Linked DNA regions of Sus scrofa: all the other regions are linked to region 3. A link is a contact called in public Hi-C and promoter capture Hi-C data. All regions are on one chromosome and are shown on one strand. Each heading gives the region's core, a stretch centred on a gene start, on an enhancer-like site or on the middle of the called end of the contact. The rest is flanking DNA. Distances are from core to core; before and after follow the strand shown.

The links. Promoter capture Hi-C pulls out the DNA fragments that hold promoters and counts their contacts. A called contact is a pair of places that touch in the nucleus more often than the background predicts.
Region 1: a contact with region 3 is called in a Hi-C map of liver, with 4 times the contacts expected there. The contact joins the promoter of PYM1 here to the promoter of PA2G4 in region 3. A contact is called at or near these places in 4 of 47 Hi-C or Micro-C datasets (blood, heart right ventricle, liver and 1 more) and 1 of 2 datasets of contacts at active chromatin or transcription factors (alveolar macrophages).
Region 2: a contact with region 3 is called in a promoter capture Hi-C map of fetal liver, with 2.1 times the contacts expected there. The contact joins the promoter of DNAJC14 here to the promoter of PA2G4 in region 3. A contact is called at or near these places in 1 of 5 promoter capture datasets (fetal liver), 2 of 47 Hi-C or Micro-C datasets (blood and heart right ventricle) and 1 of 2 datasets of contacts at active chromatin or transcription factors (alveolar macrophages).

What each region holds. Positions count from the first base shown.
Region 1 is chr5:21,327,905-21,330,604 of Sscrofa11.1, reverse strand. It overlaps PYM1 (partner of Y14 and mago), which reads left to right and starts at 1,276. Exons shown (of 4, transcript XM_005663885.3): 1 at 1,276-1,687; 2 at 1,975-2,105. The coding sequence starts at 2,027.
Region 2 is chr5:21,271,814-21,274,513 of Sscrofa11.1, reverse strand. It overlaps DNAJC14 (DnaJ heat shock protein family (Hsp40) member C14), which reads left to right and starts at 1,279. Exons shown (of 8, transcript NM_001185066.1): 1 at 1,279-1,407; 2 at 1,812-2,521; 3 at 2,524-2,700. The coding sequence starts at 1,868. LOC100523964 (transmembrane protein 198-like) reads right to left here and starts at 1,107. Exons shown (of 4, transcript XM_021091778.1): 1 at 1-1,107.
Region 3 is chr5:21,494,604-21,497,303 of Sscrofa11.1, reverse strand. PA2G4 (proliferation-associated protein 2G4) reads right to left here and starts at 1,307. Exons shown (of 14, transcript XM_013988304.2): 1 at 1,025-1,307. The coding sequence starts at 1,112. It overlaps ERBB3 (receptor tyrosine-protein kinase erbB-3), which reads right to left. Exons shown (of 28, transcript XM_021091799.1): 28 at 2,264-2,700.

The sequences.
Region 1 (2,700 bases), core at 27-2,526, 170 kb after region 3:
TTGGGGTGGGAGGAAGAAAGGCCAAGAAACATCTAAGGAGGAGGCGTCTAATGCCTACAGTTCCAGGTGCTCATTTCTTTAATCAACCACATCATAAAAATCAGAAAGAAAGAAACCACAATGAACAAAGGGAAAGGAAAAAACAACAGCCTTGTTCTCCCCAGCCTCTTCGTTCCCCTCTTCCTCCTCAGGGTGGTGTGTGTGGGGGGGCACATCCGGAGTTCAGGGTTGGGTCCCAGGCAGGTCTACTAGGCAGACAACTGAGTTTCATTTCCTGTCAACCCCAGAACTGAGGCAGGATGACTGAGGGCATATAGGGGGCCTAGGATTGGGTGGTCAACAGGAGCCACTTTAGGACTGCTTCTTGCAGAAAGGTCCATAGATTAGCCCACTAGTACTAGTACCAGAACTTCTCAGTACAGTAAGGACCAATGCATCCCACTAGTTTTTACAAGCTTCATCTTACTCCTACCTTTAATCATTAGTAACAGGGCTACGGACAGGATACTAAACCCAGCAGGGATGAAGCACATTTGTTGAAAGAGCAGGGGTTAAAGATGGCAGTGTTAGAACACTTGCAATGACTTTGTATTGAATGCAAGTCAGTTTTTAAATGAGTCTTTTTGAGATCTTTTTTTTTTTTTTTTTTTTTGTCTTTTGTTGTTGTTGCTATTTCTTGGGCCGCTCCCGCAGCATATGGAGGTTCCCAGGCTAGGGGTTGAATCGGAGCTCTAGCCACCGGCCTACGCCAGAGCCACAGCAACGCAGGATCCGAGCCGCGTCTGCAACCTACACCACAGCTCACGGCAACGCCGAATCGTTAACCCACTGAGCAAGGGCAGGGACCGAACCTGCAACCTCATGGTTCCTAGTCGGATTCGTTAACCACTGCGCCACGACGGGAACTCCTGAGATCTTCTGAATTGGATCTCTGGTGGGACTCGGGAAGGTGAAGTATGGGAGGGAAGGCAAGCTGTGACCCTAGAAAACTTCTCAAGTTTCATTTCAAAGCTGTAGCAAGTTCCTGGTCAGCCACTGCTCTTAGGATTTGTTGTTGTTGTTCTTTAAGTGGGAAATGCAGACTGGTGTAAGAGGTGGCCAGTAAGTCCTTCTGTTGGATATCAACCTAAACCAAAGTGGGGGATTTGGAGGAAGATAAACGAGTGAATAAGGAAAAAGCAACATGAGGGGAGAAGGGGGCAGGGCAGACACCTGAGGAGAGGAACCTGTAGCCGGCCCCTCCCAAGCTGCAGGGAAACGAGTTCAGCAGGACTTAGCCCAGAAGGAACGAGATTTGCCGAAAAGAGAGGGGGAGGGAGAACCTTTGGGTTGTCTAAAGAATTGGGAGGCACGGGGCAGGGCAGGGCTGCAGAGGGAGTGACCGCATGGCCCAGATTATTGGCGCATTGCCCTGCTTTGGATCCCCAGTCACAGTGCCTCGGACGAGGTTAATTAGAATACTAACTGGGTCCGCCCAGAAGCCTTCACCTTGCCCTCCTGACCCTGGGGCCAAGCCCGAGAAGGGTCCCGAGTCGAAGGCCGGAGCAAACTGGGGCCGTAGTCACTTCGTCGCCCGAGTCTCCGGGACCGCTCCAGGGGCAGAGCCAGGCCAGGGCTGCCCGCCCAGCCTGGCCCGCCGCCTCCAAAGCCGTAGAAGCCGCGGGCAACTCTGAGGCTGCGGGGACAGGTGACTGACCGGCAGCGTCCTCCGCATTGCACGCCCCTCTCGCGGTTCTCGGTTCGAAGGGTCGAGCTGAGCGGCCAAGGGCAATTAGCACGCGCTTTCGACCTCCCCACCTTCTAAGAGAGGGTCAGTTGGGGTCTTCGCCCCCAACATGGAGCGCCCCAGTGCGTTCCCAGAGCTACGCTGCCCCGCCCCAGGTCCCCCAGATGCTCTGGGACCTGGGTTCAGGCTCGGGCCTGAATATTCTTCCTTTTCTCACTTATTAGCCCCTCCTCCCTTCCTGGGTGCAGGTGGGCCTTGCCCCCTTTTCTCTCGCAGGTCCTAGACGGACGAAGAGTGTCTATGAGGAGAGGAGCTGTGCCTCGGAACTTTTCTCGGCATCCAGAGAACTGCTATATACGCAGCAGGCGCTCACTTAACGGTATCAGTGGCAGTAAAAGAGCCCACGGGCTCTTAGATTAAAGTCTTCCGCTTCTACTCGCTTCCTCCTCCTCCGCTTCAGTCTATGAAATGGTGTACTCTCCCTTTAAGACTAAAATGGTGGCTTGCTGCGATCCACTCCACTTCCGGTGGGGAGGGGGGCGGGACCCCAGCCCGCTCACGCCGGAAGTGGTTTGCGTTTTCAAGATGGCGACTCCCTATGTAACTGACGAGACCGGCGGTGAGTGCGGGAGACGCGGAGCCGCTTCTCCCCGGGCTCTCGGGGCAGGGGTTCGGACTTGGAAAGGGGTCTGTGCCCCGCCCATCCCGGGGCCCCTCCTTTGCCCCGCCCTCCGGACCGCCTTCCCCATTCATTCTCTCCTACGGGGTGTCACCTGCGCCCCCTTCTGGTCTCGTGTTTGGGGGTCTCCGCTTCCGGTCACCCAAACCCAGGGGTCCTTCAGTGCTGGTCTTTGCTCCGGGACCCTCGTGGACCCTTAGCTTTTCTCCAGCAGTTGGAGTCTCTATATCTGCTTTGGGTTCTTCAGCCTTGGGGGGGCTCCTCCACTCTCAGTTCCCTCCAATTCCTGCTTTTC
Region 2 (2,700 bases), core at 30-2,529, 220 kb after region 3:
CCAGTTTGGGGGTTGGAGGAAGGGGACAGGGTGTGTGTGTGTTGGGGGGGCTGACATCACAGGGCGGGCCCCTCCAACTCTTTTCGTTTTGTGTGGGGGGACCCAGTTTGCCTATTGATGTAGGCTGGGACCACAGACCCCGCAACCGTAGGAAGGAAGGGTCTTGGAGAAACGCAAGAGGTTTGAGAAAAGGTCTCTGAATACTTCAGCGCTGACTCAACAACTCGAAGCTCTCAAACCCTCTACTGGTGTCCCAGCGCCCCCCTACTCCGGCTTGGTTTCTTCCACTTCCCAGAGAATTGGAGTATTGTTTTCTGGAGAACTTGGTTTTCGGGACCCGGGACCCGGGATCCAGGATCGGGGGAAGGGGCTCTTACTGGTCTGGGGTTGCCGGCGAGGGGTTCATGGGTAGAAAAACTTGCGGAGCAAGACGGAGTCTGGAAGGGGGACTAACGGAGAGAGGCGTGTGGAGAGGAGGGGACGCACAGAGAAGGGAGCCAAGCCGGGTCTGCGTGGGGGCGGGGAAGCGTGTCGACGTCGACAGACAGCTTGGTATGCAAACGAGATGCAAAGCAGCAAGCAGATGAATCCAGTGTTTTTTGGCATTCCGCTCGGGTCCAGAGCCTAGCGAAGCTACGCTCCCATTCCTCTGGCCCAACTTCGTGACGAGGCCTGAGAGTTCTACCCAGAGGGGCGGATCCGGGCCGTGGGAGCTACAGTTGTACCGGGCAGTTCGCCAGCTGGGTCAGGCGCTGCGGAGACCGTGGGTTGCTGGGAAAGAAGGAGCAGTGTAGGAGGGCCAGGGTGGGGTCAGGCCTGGGGCGTCCTTCCCTCCATTCTACCTCTGCACGATACTAAAGGGCCTCTGACCTCGTTACAGCCAGCAGGGAAGTGATCAGAACGGTGGCTCCCCTATGCTCCCGGGTTTTGTCTGCAAGGGAAACAGACTGGCTCGGTGGCTTTCCTCTAACCCCTGGTTTTGGCAAAGTCCAAAAATACTGCCAGAGGGACCCTGAGACTCTGCAACCACTCCACAGGCACTGCTGCAGCGTCCACTTGCTTCGCTTCCAAGGGTGCAACCTTCGCGAATTCCACTTCAGCACGCGGAGGGAGGAAGGAGAGGGACCTTTAAGGGGCGGGACCAGCGCTTCCTCAAGGCCGCCTCTTCCGATTGGACTCGGCGCTTTACCGAACAGGCTCGCGCCTCCGCCAACCGCTTTTACTTCTCCTTCCCGTGTCTTCCCTGGTGACCCCGGAAGTGGAAGTAAGCGCAGGTCGGCGGCAGCGGCGGGCACGGAAGGCGGAAGCAGAGCGTGAGCGGGAGGCGGAGCCGGGGGAGCTGCTCTCGTAGCTCCCCCTGGCCCTAGGCCCAGCTGCTCGAGGGGGAGGAGTTACCGCCGCTCTTAGGTACGTTACCTTCGTCCACCTAGCCCTGAGGGTTCGAGGGTTGTCTCTCTCTGGGACAAACCCAGACTCCGCCCTAGATTTTCCTTAAGGGCCGCTCGGTCCCCACCCTTTTCTGGCAGCTTGTGGTCCCCTTTCCAGTCCTTACTTTTTAACCAAGAGTGACCCCCAGGATCGCACCCTTTACGGTACCTCCCTTTTCCCTGGATTCATGGTTATAGCTTTCTGGTGAAAGAGAAAAGTAAGGGGGGTGGGGGGAGGGAGCAGGTTGTCGTATTGGCTTTATTGCTGGGGTAATGAATGCGCCAGAAGAACTCGGTGCATTCAATGTATCCCTAATTTAAGATTATCTAACCTCTTTCTTGGACCTATCCTTGATCATCTCCACCTTGATACCTCTGTTACAGGTATCAGAATTTACCATGATGGCTGTGACCTAATATCCTCAGGAAGCCCCGGGGTCATGGCCCAGAAGCACCCCGGAGAAAGAGGGTTGTGTGGAGCCCACCACAGTGGTGGTGCCTCCCTCAGGACTCTAGGACCCTCTGTGGACCCTGAAATACTTTCATTCTCAGGACTCAGGGACTCAGCCGGGCCTGCTCCTAATGGTGCCCGCTGCCTCACAGAGCACTCTAGTCCTAAGTACACACAGCCCCCAAATCCAGCTCACTGGTCGGATCCAAGCCATGGCCCCCCAAGGGGTCCAGGACCCCCTAGGAATGGAGAGGACCCTGATCAGAGTGAGGCATCTTCAGAAGAAGAGTCAGGAGTGGACCAGGAACTCTCAAAAGAGAATGAGGCTGGGTACCAGGAGGATGGGAACCCTTCCTTTCTTTCCATTCCATCTGCTTGTGACTGCCAGGGAATCCCTGGAATTCCTGAAGGGCCTTATTCTCAGGGAGGAGATAGCTCTTCTAGCAACTTTTGCCACCATTGTACCACTCCAGCTTTGGGGGAAGATGAAGAGTTGGAAGAGGAATATGATGATGAGGAACCTCTTAAGTTCCCCAATGATTTTTCACGTGTGCCCAGTGGAAAGAAACCTCCACCGAGGAGACAGCGGCACCGCATTCCAGCCAAGGAGGATACTCGGGAGGGTGGACGCAGAGATCCTAGGTCCCTGGTCGACATCGGCTTGGTCGGAAACGGAGTCAGGCAGATAAGCGCAGAGGACTGGGATTGTGGGGAGCAGAGGAACTGTGTCAGCTTGGACAGGCAGGCTTCTGGTGGCTGATCGAACTGCTGGTATTAGTGGGGGAGTACGTGGAAACTTGTGGCCATCTCATCTATGCATGC
Region 3 (2,700 bases), core at 58-2,557:
GATTTTTTGGAAGTTTGAAAAACTCAGGTTTTTAGCCATAGGATCAAAGGCATCCTAAATACCTATCTTTACTGTCAAAACCATTTAAAAGCCCAAAGACAAGCATCTTCTGTCCCCTAACTGGGTTTTAAATCGCAAAGAGAGAAAAGAGAAAGTGAGACATCTGCCTAGAGTGGCAGGCAGCTGCTGAGAAGTCTGAGCGAGCCCCCATAAGGATAACTTCCGAGATCCTATAAAGTCAGTCTCCCCTTTACCAGTGCTCTACACAGGTTTGCCTGGTTGGGGTGAAAAGAACCTCAAAACACTCCTAGAGCTGTCAAACCCCTGAGAGCAATCAAATTTGACAACTAACTAAAGCTATCTGCGCAGATTGGAGATGATAACTTCAAGAACAACCAGATACGTCTCCAAGAGTTATGTTAGGGGTTCTCCAGGGGTACCCTCCAACGGTCCCTGAGCTGGCCCAAGAGTAGAAGGCGGCCCCCTCCAGGGAGGGAGCTGAAGTAAAGAACGAAAGACTACAGCAAAGCACGTGGTAGGGAAGCTAGTGTCAGGGACTGTAGCGGAGGAAGGGAGCCGGCGATCCGCTGGGGACCCGGCAACACGTGCCGGCTAGGCTCCTGACGGCGGGGAGCAGCGACAAAATAGAGGAGCGTTTCGTTTCCGAGGTGGCCTCCCTGCTGCCAAAATCAGAGGCAGAGATCCAGACAGAAGGATGAAGAGCAGGACATACGCCCTGCCTCCTTACCAAGGGCCTAGGGTCGGAGCCAGCCGGGGCCCCGCTCTGCGCTCTTCCCTGCCACCCGCCTGCATCTTCACAGACTCCAGCCCAGGCCTAGCCGCTCAGGTCCCAAACGCGATAACGAGCCTTCCCACCACGCCAAACCCAGCAGACCCGCGGGGGGCCCTCACTAGCCCACTCTGCATGACCCCACCGCTCCAGCCCCTCACCGGCTCGTCAAGCACCGTCCCCCTTGCCTCTCCCTCCCAGCCTCGATCTCCGGACCCCCGAGGCCGCACTCACGGTTGGCGATGTCGCCCCCCATCTTATACTTGGTCACGACCAGGTCCTCGGCGATAGTCTGCTCCTGTTGCTCGTCCTCGCCCGACATCTTCCCACCACCACCACCGCAGCCTCGTTTCTCCTGAGCCGCTGCCTCTGTCGCCCTTCCCAACCACAGGCTGTGGCCAGAGCCCCTTCGATCCGCGAGGAGAGCGCGAGCAAAAGCGCGAGCAAGCTAGGGAGCGGGCGGGCGAGAGCGAGAAACTGCGAGCGCGCGGGCTGATGCGCAGGGCATGCTGGGACAACGAGTCCCTCCCGCCGCCAGCCTCTAGCTGCCCTCGCGGACTCGCGAACTACAATTCCCAGCCTGCCTTTCGCGCCCCTAAGCCAGGCCCTGGGGCCTTGCCCTCCGAGGGCCTCGCACGCCGGAATCGCCAAGCACGCTGGGAAGGGTCAGGCTCCGGCGGGAAGGCGGAGCCGTTGGAGAGCATGAGGGGAAGCGTGGTCTCTCCCGGAAAAACCATATCCACCAGGAGCGCTGAGCGAGAACCCGTAATAGAGGGAGGCGGGCTAAGGGAGAAGGGGGCGGAGCTACGGCGGGGACGTGGGTTTGGAGGCTGCGGGGCAGGGTGGAGCAGAGACGAGTGGGGGTGATTGTATCAAGGGCGGGGAGGCTGGGTACGCCCTTCCTCGGATCCCTGGAGCGGCAGGCGGACCGGCCTGGCCAGTCCGATCGTCCTCAGGTGCTGGGAGGGGCAGAGCGAGTGTGGAAGGAGACCCGGAGTGCGTGGAGCAGGGACTAACTGGGCACCAGATTTCTGTGGGATTATCCATGTACAGCCTTCCAAGTCTAGAGGCCGGCTCCCTCTGAAGATGGCACTATTGTTCCAACAACAGGCTTTGATGGCACCTAAGACGGACACTTTTTTTTAAAGTTGTGAAACGTTTGAGAGTTTCAGTATTCTACCTCTTGGGGCCTTTTCTAACTGCCCCAAACGTGTTTTGTTTGGTTGTTTTGTTACTCCCAGTTAGTCGGTTGCCCTATACAGATTCCTAGTAAAACGCTTAAATGAAAAGGACTGTACCCTTTGCTTGTCTAAAGAGACTATAAGGAAAGTGGGGCTGGAGAAAGCTACAGGGGGCCAAGTAGGACTGTGGGGAGACAGAGAAGGAAGCATGCCATGGTAGCCATTCTCTGCTGTGGAACGGAGAAAAGGGCTGATCTGTCCACTCACTAAAGTTTGTCGTTAGACAAGAAGCTGCAAAACCTTGGCATCTTTATTCAGACATGTATAAAAACAAAACAAAAACTTGAGGGATAAAAACAGATACTCCCAGTTTCCCATTCAAAGGAACTGAGGTCTGAAGCCGGGTCCTCTTTTTCATCTCCACTGGAAGCTTCCCACTACTGAATGAGAACTGCTCCTAAAAAATGGCTCTGGGGACCGTCTGAGTCTGTCCCTTAGGCAGATATCATATGTAGCACACGAAGATTACGGTTTACACAGAGATGTCCAGTTATTTTTCCTTCTGTCCACCCCCTTACTCCCACTTGCTGAGATGAGCAGTCCAGGTGTAGGAGGAGGCTGTGGATATTGGGGTTAGACTTGATTCAGTGCAAACACAAGAAGACAATACCTCTTACTAGTGCTCTGACTTTCATCAGTTTTCTTTGACACCTTACACTAAGAGCATGG